Regions from separate parts of the Mus musculus genome. Here regions 2, 3, 4, 5, 6 and 7 are each linked to region 1. Evidence: chromatin contacts called from public HiChIP or PLAC-seq and promoter capture Hi-C data. All regions are on one chromosome and are shown on one strand. Each heading gives the region's core, a stretch centred on a gene start, on an enhancer-like site or on the middle of the called end of the contact. The rest is flanking DNA. Distances are from core to core; before and after follow the strand shown. Region 1 holds the start of Aars (alanyl-tRNA synthetase). Region 2 overlaps Ap1g1 (adaptor protein complex AP-1, gamma 1 subunit). Region 3 holds the start of Ap1g1 (adaptor protein complex AP-1, gamma 1 subunit). Region 4 holds the start of Dhodh (dihydroorotate dehydrogenase). Region 5 holds the start of Ist1 (increased sodium tolerance 1 homolog (yeast)). Region 6 holds the start of Atxn1l (ataxin 1-like). Region 7 holds the start of Phlpp2 (PH domain and leucine rich repeat protein phosphatase 2).

Region 1 (2,700 bases), core at 5-2,504:
AGGTGACTTCAGCCACAGGACCTTGTAACATATTTCCATTTACAAGCTAGCCGTTCTGCCTGGCCTCTCCTTTCCCTTCTTCCTAATGAGGTCGTTTTGATCAATCACAAAGAAACATACTTAAGCAAACCTTTCCTTTCTTCACCAGGTCTCTCCTCTTTATACTGTCTCCTAGCCTCAAATGATTTATTTGGTGTGACTATTTAATGCTCACCTCCCAATCACAGTCTATGTTACATCTCAGTAGGAATCCTGGCTGGCTTCACTTCACCGTTACAGTGTATTTTCAGTATCTAGTAAAGTGGTCGTCACCCATGCTCATGATTAATTATACTAATCTGTAAATAGCATGCTCTGCACTAACATACTCCAAAGCACACCAGGAAACTTAGACTGTTTGAAAAAATTGCTGAATATATTTGTTCGGGTGAACCTGAAGGTATCAACTATTCTGTTTTTAAGAATCGAATCGGGCCGAGGGTCGTAGCACACGCCTTTGGTCCCACCACTCTTGAAGATCTCTGTGAGTCGAGACCAGCCTGGTCTACATAGTGAAACCCTGTCTCAAAACAGCAACAGAAAGAAGCGAGTCTGGAGTGCTGGCTCACGCCTGTAATTCCAGCACTTGAAATGCTGAGGCAGGAGAACTGCCGCGAGTTCAAGGCCAGCCCGGGTTACAGAGTTGAGTTCAGGCCAGTCTGGGGTAAGGTGTGAGAACCTAATAAAGAATGAATGAAGATGCCTCTTAGAGAGACTCCATTTATCTTAGTCACCCTGCTCTTCAGGCCTGGTTCCCTAACCCCCTAAGAGATTAAAATTAGAGGAGACAAACCCTTAGCTCTGGGTGGCGACTGAAGAGCAACCGCGATCTTCCCAAGGTCTTGGTCCTCTGCAAGTCCACCAGAAACCACACCACTCTCAGTGCTCCGAGGGAATAGCAAAAGCTACTCTCGAGATCCGGCTCCTGCGGAGACCGGGTCCTGACCCAGGCCAGGGGCGGGACCGCCCGGCAGCCCGCTGCAGCTGCCCCTCCCCCTCCAAGCGCCGGCTCTTCTCGTAGAGCTCTCGGGGCTCACTTGCTTTTTTTCCCGAGGGTCCGGGTCCCCAGGTCCTTCCTTGCCCGGAGCCCACCGCCACTCGCCGGCAGTTACCTGCTCCCTCAGATGCGCACAAGAAGCTATACTCACCCGCCACAACCGGTGCCAGAGCCGTACCTCACCATCCAATCAGAGCGCTCTGATGAAAAGTGACCCGCTACGCCTTGTCATCCTCTGATATGATTGGTCCACTGGCATGCCAATCATTCGGAGCGCGAATGAGCTAACAAGCCGGTTTCTGGGAAGGCTCCTGGGCTCGGCTGATGCAATGCTCAAGAAAGCTAGGACATGGAGTGTCACGTGACAGGGTTGACTATTGGCTTCAGGAGGCAGACATTTTGGGTTCTATTGGCAAAGCCCTAATAGTTGACAGTTAACAAGAGGAATGAAAACATGAATTTGGTGGCGATCACAGATTTTGGCATAGAACTGTTTAACTGCAAAGTGATACACGTACCTCAAAGGTTCGTTTTTCGGCCTTTTGAAACGGAGCAAGGTGGTCTTGAAATCAGGGGATTTGCCAGTCTTGCAGGTGTGCACCAATCAAATGTTCTTATTGTTATCGCGTATAGATCGGCATGCCTTCTTTAACGGTACCCTGGACTGAAATAAGTGCTTCAACCACGCCGAAGCGCTTTGGCACTGACTGATACGTCCGGTTCTCTCTTTGAGACAGGGTCTGGATAAATTGTCCAGGTTGGCCTTGAATTTTTCACTCTTGTCTTAGCCTCCGGAGTAGGAGGCAGTACAGTCCTGTGACATTAGGCATAGCTTTATATTTGTCCTTCAGGTCCCAATAAGAAGAAATTCGGGTCTTGATTTTGAAGAGGAAGAAATGACGTAACCCAAGTTAAAGGACATCTGTCCCTCTGTTTGCTTTAGAAAACAAGTCAACATTCTTAGGAAACGCCTACAACGGTGACGCACATCCATAGTCCCAGCACTTGAGAGCCAAGAGGATCAGAGCTTAAGGCTACCCTTGGGCCTTGGGCACAGTCTCAAAATAACACACACAAAACCTAAAATCTATAGGTAAGGCATCACACTAAAAAGTTCACACACCGTTTAATTTTTAAACTGTATTATCAGGTCTGCTAGTACCACTTTTTCACAGATGAGGAAACCCCAAATTACACGAAAACTTTTTCATGATGTACAGCTTTACAGAACAAAGAGAGTCATAAGTCAAGGTAATTTTAAAATATAGTGATGGTTATATCTGAAAGGCGACTATAGCAAGATGGAAAGCTTTTCTATAGACCCAAGATGTTATCTGATGGCATCTTTAGCTTTTTGGATGGTGGAAGCCAGTGGTCTGGTAAGTTAATAGATTCCAAATGGTTTCTATCTGTTAGTACAAGACTTTATTAGTTCAAACACAGAAATGGACAAAGAATGGTTGTTTTCAGAAGGCCAGAACTAGTCCAAGACAAATTCAATTAGCCTGTGAGCTTACGACATTCCTGTCTTCACAGTACTGACCTCAGATCTAATCAGTCAATTAGTATCCACAGACATAGTATAGTCTCTTTCCAGTTTTTGTTCACAGCTATATACCAAGACCTTGTCTTTTTATTTTTATTTTTTCCTCTGTTTTTACATA
Region 2 (2,700 bases), core at 197-2,696, 1.2 Mb after region 1:
GTACTCCAGAAAAAGAAGTAACAGAACAAACAAAAAGGAAAAAAAAAAAATCCCAAATCTGGGGAGACAGAAGTTAGAAGAAAAAGGGGGCGGCAGGAGGTGGGGGCAAAATGTGATCATTGAAGAATACATGAATGTTCAGTGATCTGGTTTTGTGTACATGACATTTTCTTTTTTTTTTTTTTTTAAAGATTTATTTATTTATTATATGTAAGTACACTGTAGCTGTCTTCAGACACTCCAGAAGAGGGAGTCAGATCTTGTTACGGATGGTTGTGAGCCACCATGTGGTTGCTGGGATTTGAACTCTGGACCATCGGAAGAGCAGTCGGGTGCTCTAACCCACTGAGCCATCTCACCAGCCCACATGACATTTTCATAATCAAAAGCTTTTAGCAAATCCCAAAGCTTCCAGGTAAGGGTGTGGTGGAGTTGGCAGAGTGCTTGTCTAGCATGCAGAAGGCTTGGGTTCAATTCCCCAGCACTGCCTAAATCATGCATGGTAGTAGACACCTATAATCCAAGCACTCAGGGATGAGGATGAAGAGTCAGGAGTTAAAAGCCGGCTTAGAATACCTGAGACCCGGGCTGGCAAATTGGCTCAGCGGGTAAGAGCACTGACTGCTCTTCGGAAGGTCCTGAGTTCAAATGCCAGCAACCACATGGTGGCTCACAACCACCCATAATGAGATCTGACGCCCTCTTCTGACGCGTCTGAAGACAGCTACAGTGTACTTAATGAATAAATCTTTGGGCCTGAGTGAGCAGGGAGACTGAGTAAGCGGAGTTGACCTGAGCAAGTGGGGCAACCAGAGCAACTGGATCAAGCAGAGGTCCTAAAAATTCAATTCCCAACAACCATATGAAGGCTCACAACCAGATGTACATGTACTCATATACATAAAATAAATAAATAAATCTTTAAAAAATACCTGAGACCCTATCAGAGACAGAAGAACAGAAGGAAGGTTGGAAGAAAGACAGGAAGGGAAGAGAGGGAAGAAAGGGAGAGAAAGAAATAGTAAAATTTCAATAAGCAAGGCATTAAACAATTTCTCACTGACATTAAGATGCTTAATAGTTAATCTATTTAAAGAGTCATTTCTTTAATAATAAACTATAAACACAGGCTTCAGGATAAAACATTTGTAAGCAAACTGGTATGCTGCATATGTAGTATATAACAGAAAAAATGCAAAATGCATGTGAGAACACAGCCACTATTTTGATCAAGAACGGTGACTACCCAAAGCCCAGACTATGTTCAAAAAGTAAGCTTTTACTTAAAACTCAATTCATGGAGAAAAGTTACCTAGCAAAGCATGGTGGCTCAGCCTGGAATTCCAGCACTAGGGAAGCTAAAGTTGAGGATCAGTACAGGTTCAAGGCTAGATACTCTCAAAGGTCAAGCACAAACACTACTGGAAAGAACAGGAGTAGAGCTGAGTGGTAGAGAGCTTGCCTAGCATGCACTAACGCCCTGGTTAGCCCCAGCACCTATAAGAGCAGGGAAGCTCTCTGCTAGAAAAGTGTTTCCCCACAAGCACGCAATAGCTCTACAAAGCAAACAAAGACTGTTAGAAAAGCTTAAATCTAGTCCAAGAGCATGTACATAATCTAACTTGGAAAAAAAAAATCAAGACCTTAAGCTAGGTAATCAGTCACAAAATCACAGAAATAAAGTCCATGCCACCAGCATGATTTTTTATTTTTAAGCTCCAGGACAATTTATTAATAGAGTTTGAAGAAAAACTCCAGAAGGCAAGCTGTAAATCTTGACAGCAGCCTGGAGGAGAGAGAAAAGAGACAAAAAACATGTTGATTGAGTTAGGTCAGCATGGAGATAAGTCACATGACAGATGAGCAGCATGGTGACCAGGAGGAGAGCTGCAGAGAAACAATACAAGGCCTAAAGCAGAGAGTCAGTCACACTTGGGCTCAGGCTAATACCCAAAAGACAAAAAGAAAAGGCGAAGGGCCAAACTCAGCAGAACTTCATGAGGGCTCTAGCGTGAGTGCAGAGGGCAAGAATTCTGGGGAGGAAAAGTATCTTATTGTGAGGATACTTATATATCTCCTACTACTTAAGCATAGCTTAAAGCAGGTACTCAGTGACTGACTTGCCCACTCCAGTTAATTGTTAAGGGACCAGACATTCTCAAGGGAAATGTAACATTCCCACCTATTAAGATGTAACCCTAAAAATGTTTAGGAAATGAACTAAAGTTGAGGGATATAACTCATCTCTACATGACAATCTAGAAATCTGGTTCCAAAGCTTTTCACGGCAGAAGGTATTAATATCTAGGCCGAAGGTTTAGCCCCTTCCCTCACAGATAGGATCCAGGCAGGGATACTTAAGAAGAGACAGGAAATCAGAGCTCTCTTCTGCTATTTCTAGCCAGAGAACCAGGGACACGTGTGAACTACTGCTTCCACTGTCCCTGACTTCAACTGCCCGTTCAGTTGCTCTCTCCTGTTAATATCTTTGGTTTACCCTGTCTTTAGAGAACTGAAGCAATAAATGAATCTGATGTCTTCCTGGAATAGGTCTCAGATAATAAGGAAGTTGGGGTATCCCTGCAGTGAGTCCATCTAAGAGACTGACCATAAAAAGCCAGTGAAGAAAGAAGTCCTTGGCTGGTGAAAGAAAAGTGTGAGAGAAACAGTTACTAGAGTTACAAGACCCGGACAGAGAAC
Region 3 (2,700 bases), core at 112-2,611, 1.3 Mb after region 1:
GTTATCTTCCTTTCTACCTACGTCAGATTATTATTCTCCAAGGGCAGCTTTCCATGCTCAAGCAAATATAACGCTAAAAGAAAAAAATAAATAAAAAGTATCAGTAAGTGCCCCAAAGCTCAGCTTTCAGAACAGAAAGAAATGCAGAAAGTTATTTTCACAGCTCCTTCGCACCCAAAGCCACTTGGCCTGCTTTAAACCCATTTGCTGCGGAAATACACCCTAGGGTGGTTCGACGGCTCTCCGACACCAAGCCCTAACTGGGAAGCAGAACCGACAGTTCCAGGCAATGAGGAAGAGCCTGAGAATTACTAGAAACCGACGTCCGCAGAACCGAGAGTTGGAGAGGAGAGTGAATAGTGCGGTCTCAGGTGAGTTCTTTAAAAGAAAAAGAGAAAGAAGAAGAAGGAAGAAGAAAAAAAAAAAAGCGAAAGTGTTTGGACCAGAAGTTAGTTGGAAGGTTAGAGGGAGGCGAGGCCGATGTCCGGCTTTCAGTGGACGGCACTGCAGGGACCAGGCAGAATTGCCCCTGCGTGGGAAATGCTCAGAGTTCTCAGATCTGACCCGAGTCCCCAACACAAGAACGCTGATACGTGGCTCCGAGAGGACACGCGGGGGTGGGGCCCGGCCCCGCTAAATCCTAAGCTCCCCGAACGGAGCGAGCTTTCAAAGGAGCCTCGCAGCCTGAGAAAGTCAATGGGTTCAAGGAGGCCTGCGGCGGCCAGACCACGCCAAGGGAAGAGGAAAGCGACCGCGCACGACAGCTCCGGCTCTGAAGCTCCCGAGGTCGGCCCTCAGGAAGTCCAAGCAAGCCCGGGGCTCCCGGGTCCCTCCTGACCCAAACCTGGGTCCTCCTCACCCCCCACCCCCCACAGGCTGAGCCCGGACCCCTGGGACTGACAGGAGGTTTCCGGCCAGACGCTCGCGGCTGCGGCAGAGCCCAAGAGCCGACCCGCCCTCGGTGCCGCGAGTGACACTCACCGGCCCGAAACCTCGAAGGAAACCAGCAGCTTCGGGGGCGGCGGCGGCAGTGGCAGCAGGAACCGAACATCCAAAATGGCGGCTCCCTCGGCCTCAGCACCGCGACTGCAGGCGGAGGGATCCCGGGCGAGGAGGGCGCCTCTACCTCACGCCTCGCGCTTCCCCGGGAGACGCCGCTCCCCGGCTCCCTCTCGCCGGCCGCCCCGCGTCCCTCCGACTGCAGCCCGTGCCGTCTCCCACCCCGGATGACCCGAGGACTCGGCCCCCGCCGAGGACTATTTGCCGAGGAGGAGGCGACTGCGCCGGGCAGAGCGACTCAAAGCGTAGCAAGGGTCGGGGCTGTCACTGATGACGCTCGACGCCGCTGCCGAGTCACCGCTGCGAGGAGTCTGAGCTAGCACGCTCCGGCCCGGCCCTGGAGCCGTCGCACTTTGGTTCCGTTCTGGGGGGAGGGGAAAACTGTGCAGCCAGGAAACGGTGGGGGTCACCTGAGGTGGGCGGAGCTCAGCGAGGGAGCTGGGGAAGGCGGAGAGGAGATGCAGGGGAAAGCGCATAGACATGGTGTGACCAGTTTTGTCCGAAAGGATTCCTAAGTGGTCCTCGTTGGCCAGAGGTTTCTGGTCAACATTAGAAACATGCTCCAAGTGGCTTTGGATTCTAGGGTTTTATGGTATCTTCAATTTTTTTTTTTTTTTTTTTTTTTTTTTTTTGCGAAAACAGGTAAAAAGATGAAACCTAAGAATGGATTCCAAGCACAGCACCACCGCCTTGTGCGGCAATCTCACCTACGATCCAGTCCCCTCCTGTGAGGGGAAAAAAGAATCTGGACAAATGTCAGCTAAAACTCTTCCAGAATAGCTTTTCCATCTATGATTGAATGAACTAATGACCTGAAGCAAAGAAAGTCTAACTAGACAGTTCCTGGCGTGATAAATAATTACTAACTTGTGACCCAAGTCTTTTCCATGTGAACCTAGAGATCCTTGATATCTTGGCCCATTTAAAGGAAAGGTGACCTACCTAGAATAAAATCTTTCCGATAGATTGACAACAAAGGTATCCCAGATGTGAATAAAACACAAGACTACACTGAATACCAAAGACCAGGAACTAAGCAAAAATCCTGAGTTTCAAATTTGAGTGTCATAAACAGGAAGTTGCATCTTTTAGACATTCGTTTTTCATGCAAGGATTTCAAAATACAGACGTTGAGCTGAGTAAGTCTAGCCATACAATTTTGACCTTGAATTTCTGGAGCATGCCAAGTGGCTGGAAAGAAAGGATACCAAGGGCACGATCAAATTTATTAAATATTGGTGTCATATTGATCATAAGGTACCATCGTATGTACAACCTAGCCCGCTAAGCAATCTCGTGAGTCAAAGTAAGTAACCAAAGTTTACAAATAATGAGATTTAAGACTTGAGAAAAACTACAACTGTCTCTCACAATGGAGTCTGCCTTAAGATGTCATCTTACACAGAAAATTCACCACACCCCATATACATATTCCAACCCATACCTACCGGTTTATAGAGCAGAATGCTTACGGAATTCAAATCCTCCTACCTTTCTTCGGGGCATCTGTACAGGGCAGCCCTAGGTACACCCTAAGACTAGAAGAACATCATAATGCTAGCACAGTGCAGATTACTTTGAGCCAGGCCTATGCATGAAACATGCCAAATTCACTGTGAAATTTCCGTAAAGGAAATCTTC
Region 4 (2,700 bases), core at 22-2,521, 1.4 Mb after region 1:
CCATAGCAGGCTGCTGTCTGAACTCTCTCACACACAGAACAACAAATTTAAAACAAACAAACAAACATTCAATCACTAACCCAAACTCCTAGATACGTCACTTCTAGGTATAGTCCCTAAATAATCCAAGCTGGCATATGACCGAGGTACCTGTATATCTATGTTTTTTGGAGCAATATTCACAACAGCCAGTTTATGGAAGCAGTAACAGACAAACAGATCAAGATAATGATATATATGATACATATATGGTATGGAACAACATTCAACCATTAGAAAGAATAAAATGAGGTAATTTACAGGAAAATGTATGGGACTGGAGATCATGTTACATGAAGCAAGCCAATCTCAGACTGCTAAATATGCTTTTTTTCTTGTATGCAGGATACAGACCTTAAAAGGACTTATTTTTAGAATTTATGTGTACACACACACACATCTACCTGTTGGTATGGGAAAACCAGTACAGTGCCCCAGAAGAAATGTGGTCCTGGAGTTACAGGCAGTTGTGAGCTACCTGATGTGGGTGCTGGAAACGGAACTTGGGTCCTCGCCAAGAACATCAAGTGCTAACAGCTGAGCTATCTCTCCAGCCTCCTGTAACCTGACCCAAATTATGACCTAAAGTGGGGAAGTATTATTCCAGAAAAGGAAGGGGACCAGTGGGAAGGGGGACAATAGGATACAAACATAAGGTTAAGGGCCAGAGTACGTGGGTCCAATCATCTGTAACTACCGTTCCAGAGGATTCAATGCCCTCCTCTGGCCTCTGTAAACGCTTGGCACAGAGGCACTTGAGTGCTGAGGCAGGATTGGTTTTTAGAAAAACCTGGCCTACACCATAAGATTATCTTAAAAATAAAACCATATTTACTTATCAACACCTCAGAGTTTACTTTTAAAACCAGTGGGTAAATTTTTGTGTGTTTGCATGAGTGTACTTTTTTTTTCCTTCTCCCTGTAGAGACAGGGTTTCTCCATGTTGTAGCCTAGGCTCTCCTGGAACTCATTCTGTAGACCAGGCTGGCCTCAAACTCACAGAGATATGCTTGCCTTTGCCTGCCAAGCGCTGGGATTAAAGGCCGGCGCCACCACTGCCCTGATAAAACAGAATTCTTAGGATTTCTGTTTCAGAAAGGGGGCTATGAAAGCCATACCGCAGCACCGGCATAAAGACAACCGTGCGGAACCTTCGGGCTGCATCGCCCTTTGTTTCCTTCCCAGGGACAGGGAAGCATTAGGGTAGTGCGCACTACCGGGCGCTGGGGTTGGTCTGCAGATTTCGGAAGCGTCTGCTCCCCACTCGAGACTTCCGGAAGCCTCCTCCTCACGGTTGCACCGAAGGAAGGGTGCGCGACTTCAGAGCAGCGTCCCTTAGGAGGCGCGACAGCGACAAGACAGAAAGTAGGCACGTCCCGCCACGGAGCCTGACTCCGGGCAGAGCGCACGCGTTCGGCTGTCCAATCAACGTCTAGGGGCGGGCCGGCTGGTGGGGCTTGGGAGATAGGTGGAGCCGAGCCCACATTCTCCAATGGGATGCAGGCAGAGGCGGGCTTAATGGCAGAAGGAGCATGGCGTGGAGACAGCTGAGAGTGAGTCCTGCGCGGGGAAGCTCATTCGTGGTGTGGATAACCGGCAGGGAGGGGGATGAGGCTGGGAAACTGAAAGGCTGGGACCCTTGAAGTGTGACCTGCACGTGCACAGCTAAGGGCATGCAAAAAGCAAGCGTATGTGGGCAGAGGCTAGGCTGAACCTGAGAGATACGCGGGCATTTTTTTTTTTTTTAAATTGATCCAAGTATCGGGCCTTTGTGAGGACACGATCGCCTACGCTCCAAGGAGGGATGAAATAAGACATAAGGCCACCCTTTTGGATCAAGTGTGGTCAGAATGGAAGTTCCATGTGAAGAGTTCTTAGTTGTGACCCTGGTCTGGAAAAAGGGCACAGATACTGGTGCTTGACTTGAGGAATTTCTGCAAACTCCCCGAGGAGGGAGAATGAATACTTGGTTTGTGTTGCAGGCAAATCTGATCATATCTGCTACTTCCTTGTTTAGTGGACAAATCCCATTAAAAAAAAAAAAAAAAGTGTAGGCGCGCGCGCACGTGCGTGTGTGCACACGTGAGTGCAGATACCCTCTGAGACCAGAGGGTTTTGGATCCTCTAGAGCTCCAGTTGTGAGCCGCCTGACATGGGAGCTGGAACCGAACTCAGTTCCTCTGGCAGAGCAGCACGTGCACTTAAACCAAATCTGTTAGCCAAATGTTGGCTGACGCCTCTCTTCTTTTCTCCTGTTTCATTTAAAGCAGTGTTTTCCTTTTAGTTCCAAGCAGCCGTCTATCCCTCCCCCATGCCTTGGCCCCTCTCATTGGCCTCATCCACCTAGAGATCTCTTCTCCAGCTGCTATCTCCTCTTTAGCTTGTGTCTAACCTTTGAAAGTCAGCTTTTACTCGCTTCCTCAAGATCCTTCCATGATTTATCCCTTCATGTCACTTGTCATGGCTCTATGTTTATGTGGCCATTAGTTTGTCTCTTGGGTTACACTCTCCTGAAGAACAGGTTTGCTTGCCTTTGGTGAAGGATCGAATGAGTGCATTAGCCACATAGCATCTGGCAGTGATAGTTATCGAAAAGCATAGGGAAGCACTTTTGACTGGGTTGTGGTTCTCTGCCCAACAAGACTTAAGCTATGTTTATAT
Region 5 (2,700 bases), core at 94-2,593, 1.3 Mb after region 1:
TGAAACTGTATCTAAACAATGTCCACACACATTCGCACCTTCGGTTGGGTTGTCCCTAGGCACTTTAAATATGAACAACCTGCCCCTTAAGTGCTGCGATACTTTTCTATCATCGGAGCCAAACAACAGCCATCTTCAGGAATGTAGCTGTGCCCAAAGATCATCATATTTGAAGGAGGGGCCAAGAGGGTCTTGGAACCCTCACCTGGGTATGCCTGCAATCGATACCAGCTGTTGAACGTACTTCCGCCCTAATTACGTGTAGCCTGGGGAGGGGCTAGAGTGTGGGCTGGAGAGCAGTAGGGAAGTGGGCTCCATCCATGCCAGGAAGCCTTCATTTCTACTGGATACTTTCCAGTGCAAGCTTATTTGAAGGAGAGTGATTACTCACTTGCTTGTTAAGTGACTTGTCACCTATGGTCTGTAAATGAGCCCAATAAACTAATTTGTGCTTCAGGGGAAATTTTTCTATCATTGTACTTTGTTGTTGGGACTGTGTGTGTAGAAAGTGTTAGCCACAAATGTCATGATCTCATTGCAGAACTACAATTTTTCTATGCAAATATTTTGCTGGGGGAACGATCTGAACATTTTATGGGAACCAAATATTGTGTAATTCTAAGGTCCTAGTATCCTGGAGCTTTGAACAGCGGCACATGGTTACAAGCCAGTTATTTTCAATTCATATTATCCTCCCAAAGTAACCTGCAGTCCTCGTTTTACCACTGACCCAAGACAAGCCACAGTTTTGGTCTTGATAGCTGTGGCCTCATAGCAGGGCCAAGAGCCAGAGAACAGGAAGGCTCTTTCTCGCTTTCAAGCCCAGAAAAGCCTCTGAATACAGATACAAAATAAGAGCGAGAGTGGAGGCTGTGCAGAGTACATTAGTGAAGGTGCGGGGCGGACAGTGTCGGTGGAAAGAGAGGCGGTGGAGGAAAGTCGGCTCCACAGCGCTGAATCTCGCCCAACCATCCCTCCGAGGTCGGAGTCCCAGGACCGACCGACCGACCGACCGACCGACCGGTGAGCTAAGTGGGGAAGCCAGACTCCGCTCGGATCCGCGGGCGTTTGCGAGACAGTCTGCAGCCGGTTTTTCCAGGGGCTGGAAGAATCTGGAACAAGGGTACCGGGCACAGAATCCAGGAGAAGCCTCCACCCGCCCCGCCGCGCCCGGGGCAAATTGCAAGGCGCGCCCTTAGCAAATGACTCAACCCACTGCGTGACGTTAAGTGTCACAAGTCAGGTCCCACGCCTCCGCCGTGGGAAATAGTCCCTCGCTCCGCCCCTTGTTGTGTGCGCAGCCAATCCCTGCTAGGTAGGGCGTGGCTAACACCGCCCCCTTGGATTCCTCCGCTCGAGTCCGCGGTGGGGAGGTCGAGGGAGTCGCCATTTTGGATGCCGAGCGGCTCCTCGGAAGTCGGCTTCTTCCGTTTTCACGTCCGGATCCCTCCAGGTGAGCGTGCCCTCCTTAGACCTAAGCATCTTTGTCTCCCTCTTCCATCTACGTCCCGCTTTTACGGAACCCCAGCGTTAGTCTGTAGGACCGTGAGGACAAGCCGTCCGCGCCGTGTCAGCGGGGGAAGCCCTGGCAGTCGGGGTCAGGCCTGAGGTCGGGCTCCGGCCGTGGGAGGAGGTGGGACCGCCTAGACAGGTGCTGGCGTCGCTGTTGCCCCCGGCATGAGCCGGGCACTGAGGAGACACCCCTCTGCAGTGCGGTCGGGTCGGGACCCTGAGGGAGGCCTTGTCCCCACCGCCGCGGTTGCTGCGGGGTGAGTCAGACCAGGAGAGCCCGAGGGAGCGCTCCTCTTCCGGGTCCTGGGGTCAGGCGTGGCCCTCAGGACCTTGAACTTGAGCTAGGATGCGGACCGGACCAGGGCTGCGGCCGACTGATGTCAGGGGGAGGCTACGGGGGCTTATTGTGTACAGTCTGTTGTTGTTGAATGGCTCCCGGGAGGAGACTGTCATTTCTTTTGTTGTGCCTTCTTGGTGTTTGTTCTGGTTTTGTTTGTTTTTGTTTTTGTTTTTGTTTTTTTGTTCTTACGAGAACAAAACAGTATAATCCCTCCATCAAACAATCAACCTGTGTTTCATTGTTTCAGTCAGACTTTTCCATTTCCATATGCATGTCTTTTTCCAGCTTAGTAAAATATTAGTCGGTACATTTGTTAACATCTCACACCCTTCAAGGTTTTTTGACCTTCGTGGGGGAACTTCACCGCATCCTTGTGTTTAAGTCACGCGGCTTCTTAACATTTTCACTTGATAAAAACAATGCTTTCTTCCCCTGATTACTTTCGTAGCCTTTCTCTTTTTCTTCTTGTGCCTCTGGTTTCTAACAAGACCCGAGCCTCTAGAGTCCTTAAGTAGACTCTGATCCACTTAATTTAGGCTCTAATCGGGATCAGGTCCCAATTATATGTAACCTTTTGTGGTTTAAAGTGCCAACACTTCCCAAAACGAAGTGTAGTCTATGAAAATTATTTCATGTGGAACCCTTAAATTACTGATAACGAGGTTTCCTTTTTTTTTTCTTTAAATATTTATTTTATGTGTATGGTGTTTTGCCTAGACCCTTTATCTAGGGTCCCAGGCATATCTGCATCATGAGTGTGCTTGGTGCCTGTGGAGTTCAAAGAGGGTTTCAGATCCCCTGGAACTAGAGTTATTGGGCCGTTGTGAGCCACCGTGGGGGTGTTGAGA
Region 6 (2,700 bases), core at 147-2,646, 1.3 Mb after region 1:
GAAGGCAGAGCACAAGTAGTCATAAGATACCCTTGGCACATGCGCAGATTATTTGTTTACCACTTAGAACACAGCTGTCAGCGCCATCTTGTAACGGCGAATGTGGGCGCGGCTCCCAACACTTCTGTTTTCTCTCTCTCTCTCTCTCTCTCTCTTTTATATAAAACACGCATAATCACTTTTTCTGTATAAATGTAATCTGAACACAAGACCAACTATTGGCCAAATGTGGGGCTTGCCTGCTGTGGTGGTTTGAATGAGAAACTTCGATATAGGCTTAGATGTTTAACTCTTGGTGGCCAGTTAGTGGCACTATTAAGGTATGTATGGCCTTGTTAGAGTCCCTATGTCACTAGGGACCTGGCTTTGAGGCTCAGAGCCACAGGCAATTCCAGGTTCAGTCTCTCTGCTTTGTGCTTCTAAGTTCTAGATGTGACCCCCTCCTCTCTGCTCCAGCCTCTATGGCTGCTGCTCCCTGCCAAGCTTTCCCACCACAATGGACTCCTAACCCTCTCAAATGGAACCACAAACTCAAATCCTTCTGGCAGTTGCCTTGATTGTGTCTTATCCCAGCAACAGAAAAGAAACGAATGCACCAGTGATACCATCAACTTGAGAGATAGAGGCAGGACGGTTAAGAGTTCAAGTTCACCCTAAACTACACAGTGAGTTCAAAACCACTCTGAGCTACTTGTGACCCTGTCTCAAAAACAAATGAACAAATAAGAAAAAAAAAATCCTCCCCCTCCAATCAGCAACCTAAATCAGCCATTCATTTTTGTGTCTGCTTAAGCCAATCAAACTTTCATTCAAGTATTTAGTATGAACTGGCATTATATGGGTGACAATATTCCAAACCAGTAGCCAAGCCCTGTATTCACTAAGCCAACCTGCTTTCCACTGTAGTAAGAATCCCGTCCTTATTGCTCACCCACTCCCAGGTCTTCAGTACTTTTTCATCTTTTTCTAGGTCCTGCACAGGCACACTTTTTTTTTTTTTTTTTTTTTTTTTTGGCTGCCTCAGGCTATTTCTAACTTTACAAGGCTCTTGACCCTTGAAAAGGTCTGGGCCCAGCTCTCTCTCACCCTGACCCTACAATGACCCTTCCATCTTTCTACTCCAGTAAATTCTGGGGCATCATAAACAAGGCCCCAGGGATCTCCACTATCTGGACTTCTAGTGACAGCTTGTGAAAACTTCTCCAGGGAATCCAGGTCTGGGAGCTTTTTAAGGAAACATCACCTACTCCCTGGACCCATTCAGTGGGACAGGCGTTCATTTTCCCACCAAAGGGGGGCGCTGGGTACGATGGGCAGGCGGCCAGTTTCCTCCTGTGTAAGTAGGCGGCGCTCCCAGGCCAGGGTGACGTCATCTCTCCGCGTCGGGGGGGGGGCGGGATGCGCTCAACGCCATCTCCGGGCGCCCGGCTTGGGGGGGTGCCCGCTGGGTGTGGGGCGGCTCCGGGGCCGGGGATGGCGGCGGCCGCGGTGGCGGCGGCTCCGGGACGAGCGGGAGGAGTCCTGGGAGCTCCGTGAGATGGGCCGGTGAGTGTCGCCTGGAGCGGTGGCCGCTGGGATGGCCTGAGGCCAAGCAGGCCTGGGTTCGGAGCTCTAGTGGAAGGGCCCCCCTAGAAGCCCGTTGCCTCACCCCGGCCGCGGGCCCCCTAAACAGCGGGCAGAGCGAGCGAAAGAGGCCGTGCCTAGCCCCTCTAGATGCTGCTTTCCCGCCTGGCCCAGAAGGCGGCCTCAGGCCCTGATGCCCCGACGGGGTTGTCCCCGCGGGTCAGGATGTCCGAGTTCTCAGGGCGGGAAGGGGCCCCAAACAAGGAAGCGTCGCCAGCGGGGCCTGGCCTCACCTCCACGTCCGACCCCCTACCCCGACTAACCCTAAACGTAGACTCCCCCAGTTCAGGCCTGTACCCCTGTCGGAACAAGGATCATCAAAAGCCATCATCCCTGGTGTCTCTCCCTTTTTGCTGCTCCCTTTTTGTGGGGCGCACCTCTCCCTCAGTGAATTTGGGTCCCCCTCGGTGTGCAGTCTCTTGATTCCATTCCCTGCATGAAGAGGAGCTGCCTTCTCGGCTAGGTTGGCAGGTCTCTGGAATAGTTCCGTTGCCCCTTAGCTCAGGGCCACAAGTTGTGTCATTTCCCATGAGAAATTCTCCAAAGCTGCACCCTACACCCACACCCGGTTTCAGATTTTGAAGTGTTTTGCCTTGTGGGAACCTGGTGGGCAGGCTGAGCTTTCTTTTTGCCTCTTTCCGTCCTTTCATTATTTTGTGTTTGCTAACTCCTCGGTGACCCATAGACGGATTTTCCTTAGCTTTTTTTTTTTTTTTAGCTACAGAGGGCAAGCATCATTTTGGGGGATTAAGAAAATGAAAGAAAGCTGAGTGCTTTCAATTAAACGTTTGATGAAGAATGAGTGCGTGACTTGTACCCACTTGGTGATTTATTTGTGGCATTAGGAATCTGTTTTTCCACATTTCCATCTTTCGTGTACCCTTGAACCATGCCTATCTTAAGTAAACGTTGCCTTCAGTTGGATCGAGCTTGCAATATTCTGACTTTGACAGAACAGGTTCCTCGGTACTAGTCAATACTGCTAATCCAGTTGTTAGGACTTCGTTGGCCCCGGTTTTGGTTTTGGTTGTTTTCTTTTGAGAGGGTCTTATGGAGCTCAGGCTGACTTCTGACTTG
Region 7 (2,700 bases), core at 60-2,559, 1.2 Mb after region 1:
CAAATAAATTTTTCTGCTGCTTCCATCTTTGTGCTACTTTACTAATAATCTTAATAAAAGGAAATATTACTCAACAACAATCTCATTTAATTACTTAAGGTTTGCTTTTAACATTAAGTATCTTCGATGTTTGGCAGACTGGTTTCGAAACACATTAAATCTTAATTTTCTTCCCCTTCTTTGGCAAGTTTTAAATCCTGCCAATTGCTCTTCTAGAACTCTAGAGGAATTCCATTCCACTATTCCAGTTCGTTTATATACTGAACCTACAGAAAAAAATGTCTCTGCACTATTTCAGAGGTTAGTAGAGAACTCCACCCAGTTAGCCACCTTTTAGCCATCTCTGCTGACCTCACCTCAGCTCACCTTCTGCATTCTTCCTGCATAGAAACTTCTTGTCATCACTCACCTTCAAGGCTCCACTCCCCTTTCCCCTGCATCTGTTTTCCTATCCTCCTACTCCCCTGATTCTACCAAAAAGCCCCGCTTAGCTGCCTGTTGCATAACGGCTCCCCCACTGCCTTCTCCCCGGATTGTCAGCCAAGCAGGAGTGCCCCTTCGGGCTCTGCTCTCCCACCCCCGCCCCCCAAACCCTGCAACACGCCCAGCAGGTCCACAGGCAGCAGATCCTCCGGGACTGTCCCCCGAGCGGGAAGCGCGGGGTGTTGCGTCTTGGAGCCGAGAGCCGGTTCGGAACTCCCGCAGCCAGTCCCGAGGGCAGCGTGGCCGCTCCCGCCGGCGCAGCCCGCGCACACCGCGGCGCCTGGCCAATCGCCGCCGCCATCCTCCAGCTGGGGTGATGTCTTCAGGTGTCCGCCGAGTCCTGCGTACTCGCCGCCTGACTCCCGCCAGGCGCGGCCGGCCCTCGGAGCCCCCCGGAATCCGTCCCGGGGCCCCGGGCTAGGCCCAGCGAGGAGACTGAGGTCCCGGGGATGCGGGGAGGAAGGAAGGTGGGGGCAGCGGCTGCCCGAAGGCGTGGGCCTGCCGGGCGGCGGTCAGGGATGGACAGCGCCGGGGACCAGGGCGGCGGAGGCCAGGGCGGGGGCGCGGCCCGGAGGCCCCACAGCAGGCCCGCGGCGGCCCGGCCAAGTGCAAGCGGCCCAGGGACGCAGGGCGGGGGGCGCCCGCCGCCTCGGGCAGCTTAGCGAAGGCGGCCACAGCCCTCTTGCTTCCTCCCTCTCCCTGCCGTCTCACCTTTAGGACCCGAATCCCTCCGGGCCGGCGAGGCGCCGCCGCTTCAGGTGGCTCCGGGGGCTCCAGCGGGCCCGCGGGCACGGGCTCCACCTCCCCCATTGGCGGCCAAGGATTTACAGAGACGCCCGGCCCGGCGCGACAGCGCGAGCCTCGGAGGCGCGCGCGAGCAGCGGGAGGCCTCGCCCCTCCGCCTAGACCCCGCCCCTAACCAAGACGCTCCGCCCCCTTCGGTCCCTCCCCGACCCGCTGGACCTGCGTAGTCGTCAGCCTGGCGAGGCCGGAGTAGAATTGTGGGAGGCTGGCGCCACTGCAGGCGGAGTAAGCCTCTGCTGCGCTCCACCCTGAGCTCCTAGGACCAGGGCGCAGGGAGAGCAATTTGGTACTTTCTGGATCCTCCAAGAAGCGGCCAGAGGAAGTGACAGGTAAGGCCTGCACCTGTTAAAATAGACAAGATACAACCCTCCACCATGGGCGGCGCTGGAATTCTCCATCCAAGACGCTTCCTGCTCCCAAATGTGTCTTGTCCCCTGGCACCCACTGGGGGTGAAAGAACTGTTGCTTATACTCACCTCTTAGGGATAGCTGGCGACCTTCTTCATCAAACCACCTCAAGTACACTAAGCTTTCCAGGCACAGTTCAGTGTCCTTTTCCTGTAATCAAAGTATCAGATTTCCTTTCTCGTCCTCAACCACTCAACCAGTAACATGGTGTGTAAGCCCGCTTTCTATTTTGCAAGTCTTAATTCACCTATTTTAAAAGCTGACTCTTTTTGTTCCTGGAGTGAAAGATAGTTTTGTGGTTAGTGGGCCAAATTATAAGTCTGCCTAATTCCAATTCCAAATCTCAATTGTACTCTTTTTTTTTTTTTTTTCTTTTGGTTTTTCGAGACAGGGTTTCTCTATGTAGCCTTGGCTGTCCGGGAACTCACTTTGTAGACCAGGCTGGCCTCGAATTCAGAAATCCGCCTGCCTCTGCCTCCCAAGTGCTGGGATTAAAGGCGTGGGTCACCACACCCCGTTAATTATACTCATTATTAGATCTATACATTCTATACATGTACAAATTACTTGATCTAATTCTTTCGGATTTTTTTTTTTTTTGAGACAGAAAATTACACATAGCCCAGGCAGACCCGAACTCACTATATAGCCAAAGCTGGCCCTGAACTTTTAGAGTCTCCTGTCTCCACCTCCCCAGTGCAGATGTGCACCACTATGCCCAGCTTCAGGTGGGTCTTCCGTGTTGTTATGGGTATTAAGTCTATGCAACACAACACGTGTATGACTGATGATAGAGGCCAGAAGACAGTGTCGGATCCTCTGGACCTGGAGTTATAGATGGTTGTAAATTGACAGGTGAACTCTGGGAGTTGACCCTGGGTTCTCTGGAAGAGCAGCCAGTGCTCTGAACCACTAAGCCATCTCTCTAGACCCTTGCGTTGGTTCTTAAGGAGTGAATGAACTAGATTAACATCTGCCTGGCCATTATCAAGGTGGATTGGACAG

The links. Promoter capture Hi-C pulls out the DNA fragments that hold promoters and counts their contacts. HiChIP or PLAC-seq counts read pairs in DNA pulled down with a chosen protein or histone mark. Capture Hi-C pulls out chosen DNA fragments and counts their contacts.
Region 2: a promoter capture Hi-C map of liver shows a contact between it and region 1, with 2.3 times the contacts expected there. The contact joins the enhancer-like site here to the promoter of Aars in region 1. A contact is called at or near these places in 5 of 39 promoter capture datasets (the 3T3-L1 cell line, hematopoietic stem and progenitor cells, hippocampal neurons and 1 more).
Region 3: a promoter capture Hi-C map of liver shows a contact between it and region 1, with 4 times the contacts expected there. The contact joins the promoter of Ap1g1 here to the promoter of Aars in region 1. A contact is called at or near these places in 3 of 39 promoter capture datasets (hematopoietic stem and progenitor cells, liver and pre-B cells) and 2 of 115 datasets of contacts at active chromatin or transcription factors (astrocytes and pro-B cells).
Region 4: a contact with region 1 is called in an H3K27ac HiChIP or PLAC-seq map of microglia, with 5 times the contacts expected there. The contact joins the promoter of Dhodh here to the promoter of Aars in region 1. A contact is called at or near these places in 2 of 39 promoter capture datasets (liver and pre-B cells) and 1 of 115 datasets of contacts at active chromatin or transcription factors (microglia).
Region 5: a promoter capture Hi-C map of pre-B cells shows a contact between it and region 1, with 2.6 times the contacts expected there. The contact joins the promoter of Ist1 here to the promoter of Aars in region 1. A contact is called at or near these places in 2 of 39 promoter capture datasets (liver and pre-B cells) and 1 of 484 Hi-C or Micro-C datasets (B cells).
Region 6: a promoter capture Hi-C map of adipose tissue shows a contact between it and region 1. The contact joins the promoter of Atxn1l here to the promoter of Aars in region 1. A contact is called at or near these places in 3 of 39 promoter capture datasets (cranial neural crest, liver and pre-B cells), 1 of 115 datasets of contacts at active chromatin or transcription factors (fetal liver) and 1 of 9 other capture datasets (adipose tissue).
Region 7: a contact with region 1 is called in a promoter capture Hi-C map of liver, with 2.4 times the contacts expected there. The contact joins the promoter of Phlpp2 here to the promoter of Aars in region 1. A contact is called at or near these places in 4 of 39 promoter capture datasets (fetal liver, hippocampal neurons, liver and 1 more), 2 of 484 Hi-C or Micro-C datasets (the G1E-ER4 cell line and liver) and 1 of 9 other capture datasets (pancreatic islet).

What each region holds. Positions count from the first base shown.
Region 1 is chr8:111,032,396-111,035,095 of GRCm38.p6, reverse strand. Aars (alanyl-tRNA synthetase) reads right to left here and starts at 1,254. Exons shown (of 21, transcript NM_146217.4): 1 at 833-1,254.
Region 2 is chr8:109,799,322-109,802,021 of GRCm38.p6, reverse strand. All of the region lies in intron 1 of Ap1g1 (adaptor protein complex AP-1, gamma 1 subunit), which reads right to left. Among named protein-coding and RNA genes, the nearest start is that of Ap1g1, 22 kb to the right of the region's middle. Within about 2 kb of position 1,446, at least 46 of the 459 cell types and tissues checked have an H3K27ac peak or open chromatin away from gene starts, as enhancers often do. A contact at or near this core is called in liver, where this site is marked.
Region 3 is chr8:109,777,244-109,779,943 of GRCm38.p6, reverse strand. It overlaps Ap1g1 (adaptor protein complex AP-1, gamma 1 subunit), which reads right to left and starts at 1,361. Exons shown (of 24, transcript NM_009677.6): 1 at 982-1,361.
Region 4 is chr8:109,607,244-109,609,943 of GRCm38.p6, reverse strand. Dhodh (dihydroorotate dehydrogenase) reads left to right here and starts at 1,271. Exons shown (of 9, transcript NM_020046.3): 1 at 1,271-1,592. The coding sequence starts at 1,572.
Region 5 is chr8:109,691,937-109,694,636 of GRCm38.p6, reverse strand. It overlaps Ist1 (increased sodium tolerance 1 homolog (yeast)), which reads left to right and starts at 1,343. Exons shown (of 10, transcript NM_028018.2): 1 at 1,343-1,453.
Region 6 is chr8:109,736,476-109,739,175 of GRCm38.p6, reverse strand. Atxn1l (ataxin 1-like) reads left to right here and starts at 1,396. Exons shown (of 4, transcript NM_001080930.2): 1 at 1,396-1,545.
Region 7 is chr8:109,867,212-109,869,911 of GRCm38.p6, reverse strand. Phlpp2 (PH domain and leucine rich repeat protein phosphatase 2) reads right to left here and starts at 1,309. Exons shown (of 19, transcript NM_001122594.2): 1 at 1,195-1,309. The coding sequence starts at 1,293. Gm17344 (a long non-coding RNA gene) reads left to right here and starts at 1,382. Exons shown (of 4, transcript XR_003947453.1): 1 at 1,382-1,616.